Regions from separate parts of the Sus scrofa genome. Here region 1 is linked to region 2. Evidence: chromatin contacts called from public Hi-C data. All regions are on one chromosome and are shown on one strand. Each heading gives the region's core, a stretch centred on a gene start, on an enhancer-like site or on the middle of the called end of the contact. The rest is flanking DNA. Distances are from core to core; before and after follow the strand shown.

Region 1 (4,219 bases), core at 834-3,333, 130 kb after region 2:
ATAATGCCAAAACGCAAGCAATCTTACTAGTTTCTTGGGAGTTCATGGTTTTATTTAACCTGTAAAAAAAGTATTAAAAGAGCTTTCTTATTCAGGATGAAAAAAGGAAAGCTAAAAATAAGAAGAATGTGTGCATTTAAGTTAGAGGTTTACTACTATTTCAAGACAAGATGATAGTTTTTGCTAGAAACTCTTCAAAAATGGGTAAAATCCTAGCTATATCAGGTCCTTAAAAATGGAAATTAAAAAATAAAGAAATTGTATTCCAAGGAATTTACTGAATGGGTACAGAATAAGACACCACTCTCCAATAAATGCAAGCATTCGCTAGAAAATTTAATCACTTTGTCCTAAATTACAGGAGTTTGCTTTCTAGTTAGATGTTGGAAGTTTCTGAATAAGATCTTAATGGTTGCTTGGGGTAGAGAACTGACACGATAATGAACTGAATCAGGCTAGTGGTTTTCCATGTGTGTCCGCAGACCAGCTCTGGTTTGCCACACTATTTTCCCTGGGTCACCATGAAAACATCAGAACCAAGAAAAACCAAGACGATTTTTCACGAAGGTAAGTACATTACAGAACTGCATTTTAAACTTTGTGCTATCAATTATCTTTGCTTATGAAAAAGAGGATAATGGAACAAAATTAAGATTAATAAAAATAAAATTAAAACTGATCTTATTTGGCAAAAGAAAAAAATTGACCATGCTCTGGTTTCCCACTTCCCAAACTTTTGAAATTTTACTTATTTTAAAAGACCAAAGACTGACTCCAGTCACGACCTTGCCCATCCTTCGGTTCTTCAAAACATCTCACCTTAACATCTCAGCGATGACATTTCTGAACGGAATTGGCTCAGGTCAGAGTTGGCACAGCACTCACGCAATCCCCGACTTGACAGTAAGAATACGGTCAAAATAACATGCGATTTATTATAATACCAAAATATTATAGAACTTCTGCATTTTGAGGGAAGGATTTTTTTTTTTTTTTTGGTCTTATAGTTTTTGAGAACCACTTGTGAAATCCACATGTGTATCAGTGGGATTTATCTTTCAGCATTGGGAAGATATGTTTTGCCAGTCATAAATGAACTGTAATCCCTATGGACTCAAGTTTAATTCAAAAACACTCTCTCCAGAGCTGCTAAATTTGGCAATCTACAGTCTCTCCTCCATATGCTCTCCTTGGGGGATTTTACATACATTGTCCATAATGGTTTCTACTTAGGATGTCTGGAAAAGCAGATATTATGGTCACAGAAGGGCCATTAAAGGGAATTTGAAAACAGATCCATTAAGTTGAAGTATTCAGTTGTAAGAGTCTTCAAGTTGGATGGACTATGCTAATTGATATTCAAGGAATAACTCCAGCCACCCTCTGCTTACATCGTAGCGTCTAACTACGTATGCTTGTACTGCTAACCAACATGGTTTGGTAGTCTCACTGGAGGGAGAAATATTAGCAGGACCTGGTGTGCACAGAAAGAACAGCAGATAAATAATGAATTGTCCCTAAATGTGGGCCTCATTTCCATTCCATTCTGTTGTTCAGCGCCCTCCCTCTTTCAAACAGCCATCTTTTTTTCATTAATTACATCAGCCCTGCTTTTGTTATGTCTTGTTGGAAAAAAGAAAAGAAAGTTTCCATTATTTCCCTTCTAGACTGTGGAATGCAGCAGCTGTTGTGTTTTGCAAACATCCAGTCATATCTTAGAATCTCTGGTCAGTTTCTGAGCGGATTTAAAAACACTTTTCTGTACTGTCATGCTCACTTTCCCCAAATTTGTGCGTCTGTGCTTCTTTTCTCTCTCTGCTAGTCTTTTGTGGCCTTACTCCCTTTCCCTCCACCTGGCTCTCATTTTCCAGCCCTATAATAGTTCTCAAGAGCAATGAAAGTATCCTCAAGGTTTCTCTATTTGGCCCTTGCTCAGCCATAGTGAGACACTATTTTCGTGGCTTTTGTTTGGTTTTAATTATGTTTCCTTTCCTTCTGTTTAAATGGTGTTCAGGACACAGCCTCTCCCCTGCCCTGCGTGTGGGACAGCATCTCTGAGGTCCTTGTCACGTGACACTCGGCAGAGGATGGCCTTGCAACTTGACCTACAGCAGCTGCCTCGGTGGGGTGGGAATAACAAAGCCAGAACGAGTCTCTGAATGTGGACAGGATTTCAAGAGTTTTAAAAGCTCTCCCCTATCCACTGCCTCATTTAACCCCACAAGGATCCTGCCAAGCAAACAGGATAAATGTCATTCTTCCCATCTGACAGATGAGGAGACACACAGCCCGAAGGAGCTGTGGCCCTGGGCCAGCCTCCTGAGTGCTCGTGCGAGCTGGGACAGGGACAAGGGGGCTGGTCTTCTGTCTTCCAGGTTTCCTCCCAGCACTTTTCCTTGGGTCTCTTTCTTCGTCTCTAAAACTGGAAAAAGACTACCCTTGAGTGATGAGGAAGGAATGGAAGAATCTGGGTAAGTGCACTTAGCAAGGGCTCAATAAATGTTTATTGTGAGCCTTTGTCATATAAATCCAACAACTAAGTTGGCCAAAACATATGCACATGCAGCTGCTCTTTGTCCCCATGCATCAGGATGTACTGGTCCACAAAGGAGAGCTTTTCAGCAGCTATTGACTGAAGCACAATGATGAGAAATTGAGGTTTGGTTCCAAACGCTCCGCAACTCCCACCCCCCACCCCTGCTCCCACAAGGAAAATGGCCCGTGTAGACAGATTCTGCTTTACGACGAAACTGACTAACCCCAAACAGCGCAGTGGACACGTGGATGACAGCTTCTGGATTTATATCCAGTCTCCAGTTTATAAACTGTACAAGCATGGTCCGGACAAATTATTTAATCTCTCTATGCCTCGGTTTTTCCCCTCCACAAAATGCGGATATTGAGTTTCATTGAATGGGTTTGTTGAGGGATCTAAATGAGTAACAGGAATGTTTAACTAAAATTTTTGATCAAGGCACCAGGGTATAGTAGCCACTGACATAGTACATCTTCAAAATGAAAAAATATGAAAACACATGAGTCCATTGAGCTTATGAGTCCTTACATGTGGGTCATTTACTCAGAGCATCAGGAGGAAGAAAACAGAAGGGCTGGCATTTTGAAAGGATTTGCCAGGAGACATTTTAGGTGAGAAGCTGAATTCTTACTTCCTCCAGGGGGAGGGGTGTGGTGGTGCCATCTCCAAAGCCTGGCCTGGTGAGATGGGCCTCGTGGAACCACTCAGTAGGATAGGAGTTCCTGGGCCCCGTGGACTCTGTCCACCTCATGCCTGAGAAAGTGAGAGCCACTGATGACAACCAAGCCATGAGCTGACGCTGGGAAGTGACCGCACCTGCCCTACAGCGCGTTAAAGGTGTAGAGACCCTGGGGACCAACTGCAGATATTGTGGCTGTGACGTCAGCCTGTGGTTATCTTTAAAGGGATCCGGCTAGAGTGCACGGTCTGCCAGGGAAAGGGGATGGCAGGCACGTGTGACTCTCCGTGGCTGGGGCAGGGACCGAGGCAAGGATGGAGGGGGCTCAGCGGAAACCAGGCCCCCGCCTGTGCTAAGTGAGCTGAAGCGGAGGGACCTGGGATGGCGTCCGAAGAGACGGAAAGGTTCCCGAGGGGGGCTGTCAGTATCAGCCCGACCCCCACGACCTCCTGAGAACCTGCTGCCACCTCCCCAAACTTCCCCTGGCTTCTCTTCCTCTTCCCTGAGCCCTTTTGCGCTGCATGTAACCAACCAAAGGCGGAGCGACCAATGGGGTCACGAAGGCAGTTTTCACTTTAAATCAACGTTAAACTCGATCAGAACACAATAACAGATTTTTTAATCATTATTATTATTTTTTGCTACACCGACAGCATAGGGGAGTTCCCGCGCCAAGGACTGAATGTGAGCCACAGCTGTGACCTACGCTGAAACGGCAGTAACACTGGATCCTTAACCCACTGTGCCACGGCAGGAACTCCTAGATGTTTCAGATTAGACATTAGGTTGCATTTGTGACTTGAAGTGCCTGTAGGACTATTAACTAAATATAAATTGTAAAGTCGTAGGCTGGGCCAAGACATTATCCAAATAGGGAAAAGCCCTCTGAGCAGGACAAAAAGGAGAGAAAGAGTCAAAAATGAGGTTATTTTGTCACTAAATCCGTGGCTCCTGATTAAGATCAATTAGGTAAAGAAGCTTGAATATAGTCTATTCATCAAACT
Region 2 (4,644 bases), core at 1,624-4,123:
TAAACACATTATCAGCATCATCCAGTTTCCACCCGACTCCCCAGCTCTTTTCTCCCTTCTCACTCTAGAGAATTCCAAACGGTGAGACAGCAAGTCTTATCTGAATGTCACAATTTCCAGTGTACCTTGACACAATCACCTAAACATGCTGTGCAGACAGCAAATAGGCTCCATGCTCCTATGAATACCCATTTCACAATTTTGGGGATGCCTGAAAATCAAGTTTGATAGATTCCATACTCACAAGAGTATGTAATTGTATGTGCAATTCTGCTAAGAAAAGTAGAGTAAAATACACTTTTCAAGTTATGGCGAGGTATAATTTCTATGCACAGGCCTTCAAAATCCTACCCATATATGTTGTCTGTATATCATATATCGAGCATGCTATCAAGGAGATGATATGGAACATCATCATATTAAATTCATCCCACATATCTAGGCATACAAGTCAGGCATTCTGACACTCCATTCAATCTATACAGCAGATAAAAAACTTATAACTGCCAACCATCAAAGCACAACTAACTTATTACACTCACACCACTTGGCCCGAGTTACACCACCAACACTTCTGCATGATGATTAAAGTAAATAAGTTTTAAGACTATAAAAAAAAGTACATGCAAATACAGTTTGGTTCCAGCTTTAATCTTTAGGAGAGTTTCTTCTGACATGTGCCTTTTAAAGAACTGGACAGCAACAAAGAAGTGCTACCCCAGGAATGCTTCTACCATAGTTCCAATACTACAGTAAGTTACTTTTTTATAAGCTCTAAATTATTGGTTTAAAGGCTTACTCTTCACACTGTCTCCAACAGAGGCAGTAACTGCCCAGAATCTTCCCCAAGTTCACTTTAGTGAATAGTCACCCATCTTTGGAAGCAAGAGCTTTTTCTGCCAATGCCCTAGGAATAGCAGGTGCACAGTTACACAAAATTGGAGGAAACAGAAGCAGCTCGCCACACTTACATACAGACCATTTATTTCTCAGCCTGTAACGTAACTGCTGAAATCTGGACACTGCTTAAAAGTTGAGGAAGAGTTTATGTAGAACGGTGGCTATCCTATCAGCTGGTCTCTGACAGACACTACATGAAATGCACGAAGAAGGATGTGCTGGATGTTCTTGCCCTATTATCAGGGGATTTCCTCCCAGACGTGTGGGAGTACAGCAAGCCCCGCTGACTTAAGGCATACATCCACGGACACGCTTTTAGCTGGAGAGTGAGCCCATCAGGGGATACAGACTGTGGGTGATCACCAGCAGGAGAAGAGTCTGCCTTCATCTCCCCTCACCATCAACCGCTTTGCTTAAGTTCACTCACTGCCTTGCCCTGACCCTGGGGATCCATTCACTTTCCGTCGCCCAGAGAGGCTGCTGAAAAGCTGTCAAAGTAAATCTGTGCTCACTTTTTGGATGGTTTAATTTCAATGAAGCATGAAACACCCCAGGACGGTTAATAAGTTTAGCCAGGCATGCTGTTCTCCCTAATATATTTTAATTATGCATCTGTTTTAATTATAATCAGCTTAAGTCACCGGAAAGGCACAAATCGGAATTTTCCCTAATGGCTCTTGGAGCTTTTCGTCAGTGTCTAAACACTAACAACGTTTAAATAGGTAGAGGCACGAGCACCACGGTTGACATTTTCCAGAAATCGATTCAGTTTCTCTGACAACACAGTTCAGGTCTCATTAGCCACCCAAACTAACCCAAATGCAGAAGACAACTGGAGTCTCTAGGGGCGTCTTCTTCCCCAATTAGCACAAAAGAATCGCTAAGGTCTCGTGTAAAACTCCCCAGCAGAAATGAAAGCCCAGGCTTTTAGCAAGGGCTACTCCATCGATTGGTGAGGGAGGCAGGGGAGCCGGAGAGACGAGCAGCAGCAGTATCCTGGCTCAAAGTAAAGTACACCCTACGTCAAAAGGGAAAGTTGAAGCAGAGGGCGAGCTCTCCACTATTTTGGCAACTGTCAAGCGTGTTTTAACCTCGGTAAATAAAAGCGTCCCATCAATAAAAGGAAACGTTACAGGGAAGATCTATTAGGGGGCGGGAAACAGCTTCCTTCCAGGACGGACGTAAAATCGCTCAAGGTGCTTTTGTTGCACCAAGGAACATCTACGAATTTTTTTAAAATAGTTCATTAAACAGTTTCCCCAATTGCTGCGATTTCCGCTAAGAAACTTAAGCGCCTGCCACCAGCCGGGAAGCACGGGAGAGGAACCTCCCGTGCGGCAACCTAGGAACCCAAACTCCCTGAGCCCGCCCAGGGCGCCCGCGTCCCCAGGGTTTGCTGGAGGTGTGGGTGTTTACGCGTCTCCCAAACCTTCAGGTGCTGCACTAGTTCCTCCAAAACCCACTCCGAGCCTTCAAGCGGGCAGCTTCAGAGCCTCCGCGGAGTCGCTCTCACCCCCTTACCTGTCATCATAGCAGAAATCCGCACTCAGGGTGTTGAGATACAAGGCGAGCCCCAGAGCGCTGCTCACCAACTCTGCAATCATCTCTCCACTGCCTTCCCTCCGGCTCGGCTCCCAGCGCGAGGGCAGCAGCGGCAACAAAAAACAGAAGCATCAATCCCCACCTTCCGCCGCCTTCTCCTCCCAGCTTCACTTTTCCCTCGCTTGCAGTCCCTCCCTTCCTCCCTCGGGTCCTTCCGATCCACCGCTCTCCTGCTCCTCCTCCTCCTCGCGCCCGTCTCCGCAGCTCCTCCGTCTTCCCCGGGTGCGGGCTCACGCCGCGCTCCCCATGCCTGGCGCCGGCGAGCGGCGAGCGGCGTTCGGGCTCCGCGCCCCCCGGCGGATGCACAGGGCTGGTCCTTTGCGCGGCTCGCGCCCCCGCCCTAACCCATGGCCGTGCGGGGCGCCCTAGGTGAGGACTGGGTCTCGGAGGAGGTGGAAGAGTGCGGGATGGGGGCAGAGGGACCGGACCGAGCCGGGCTCTGGGACCTGCTGGAGGAAGAGAGCGCGAGAAGGGCGGGTGGGAGGGACAAGGCGAACCGCCTCCCCTCGCCGCCTCCCGGGCGCACAGCTCCGGGGCCGCTTGGGCAGACTCTGGCCGCCACGGCGGCTGCAGCTCATTCACTCTTTAATAGGTCCCTCCCGGCCGCAGCCCCTTCTCCAGTGAAGTGAGAAGGGGTGGCTGGAGACTCCCGAAGCTCCCGCGTGGGGTTCTCGGCGCTGCCCCCCGCGCCTGCGTGGCCAACCCTCCATCCCGGGTTCGTTCAGCCGCGGTCTCCACCCAGATCCGCCCACAGGGTTCCGCCCACATCACCCCCTGGGCTGGAGGCTCCTCCCACCTCCCCCCGCCCCCCCCGCCGCGGCCGGAGGCTCCTCCTCCCCATCGCCCGCCCTCCCCTTGTGGCGTTCACCTTAGATTTCACTCTGGGCAGCCCCGGGGACCCAAGGGCAACCGCTGGCAAACAACGCCGAGCGGCAGCTGGAGGGCGCCCTGGGCGGGGGCGCCAGAGCAGACGAGAGACCGAGGAGGACGCCGTCGCTCGCTCGCCCTGCCGCTGCCTGGCGGCGCCTGGCACCCGCCGAATCTCAACCCCAGCTCTGTGTGTGCCAAGCTCTGCCAGGCGTAAGTCCGGTCCGCCGGGGAGACTTCTGGAGCCCGGGAGAGGAAGAACAGGTTTGGCGAGTGCTCTAACCTCGGTGGCCACCAACACACCCTCACTGTGCGGGAGCCGAAATGGGGTGGGGGTGGGGGCGGAGAGCTGGAGGGCATCTCAGGAGCGAGAAATTTCACCTCCGAGCCTACCGTTGTCCCGAAGGTCAACGGAAAGACGTCTGGGGAGGGAATTGTTCCCGCAGGCAGGTGGAAAAGAAAGGACCCCCAGAGAGGAAAGACAGACTCGCGCGCACACGCAAAACGCACCCCACAGTTGCGAGGGCTTCCTGCGGTTTCGAGGGGATTGTCAGGTTAACCCCGAGAACACAGAGAAGAAACGCCTCTGCAGCCCCGTACTGCGCTCTCCTTGAACCCGAGAAGGTGGGAACTTAATGCCCTTTCCTTGCCGCCTGGACTCAGGACTAGATGGAAGGCGTCCAGCATGATGAAATGAGTAGAAGAATGGTCTGTGTGGAACGGGCCCTGGGTCCTAAAGTTGCAAGACCAAAGAGGACCGTGGGCTGCCTGCCACACCTCCCGGCGCGGCCGCCTTCTGGCTGGACCTGTGGATCCCTTGGACCACGATGAACACTACTGCAGCGCCCCCTGCTGCCTGGAAGCCGCGATGCATGGAAAACAGGCCTGCGAGGGCGCCGACTCCCCCAAAACACAGCTGTCACTGCTCCAGAGGCAGCCCGTAACTAGCAAACTCTCCAAATCGGCGGTAAGAAATTGAGTCCCCTGGATGTGTGGCAGTGGCTGAAAAGCAAATCCCGTGATCTGGGTGTCTGCAAAACAAAGCTCCACCTTGTCCTGGTTTCACAAGGACATCTATGTGTGCAGATGAAATGATGAATATTTATTGTACCATTGCACTGTGGCCCAGTTTTGTGCCCTGGGAAAAACAAACAGAAACGCACATACGAAGAAATTGTATCATTAAAGGCAGGGATGATCTTTGGCTTTTTTAAACCGCATAATCTCTGCTCACTGTCAAAAACGTTTTTAAAATCCTGTCAACCAGCCCAAGTT

What was found. Hi-C and Micro-C count contacts between places; a contact is called where the count stands out from the background.
Region 1: a Hi-C map of fetal skeletal muscle shows a contact between it and region 2, with 3 times the contacts expected there. The contact joins the enhancer-like site here to the promoter of TMTC2 in region 2. A contact is called at or near these places in 5 of 47 Hi-C or Micro-C datasets (embryonic fibroblasts, epiblast stem cells, fetal heart ventricle and 2 more) and 1 of 2 datasets of contacts at active chromatin or transcription factors (skeletal muscle).

The regions. Positions count from the first base shown.
Region 1 is chr5:99,215,663-99,219,881 of Sscrofa11.1, forward strand. It overlaps METTL25 (methyltransferase-like protein 25), which reads right to left. Exons shown (of 14, transcript XR_002344285.1): 14 at 973-4,219. Among named protein-coding and RNA genes, the nearest start is that of TMTC2, 130 kb to the left of the region's middle. Within about 2 kb of position 2,084, at least 9 of the 83 cell types and tissues checked have an H3K27ac peak or open chromatin away from gene starts, as enhancers often do. A contact at or near this core is called in fetal skeletal muscle and skeletal muscle, where this site is marked.
Region 2 is chr5:99,082,370-99,087,013 of Sscrofa11.1, forward strand. TMTC2 (transmembrane and TPR repeat-containing protein 2) reads right to left here and starts at 2,874. Exons shown (of 13, transcript XM_021093031.1): 1 at 2,422-2,874. The coding sequence starts at 2,504.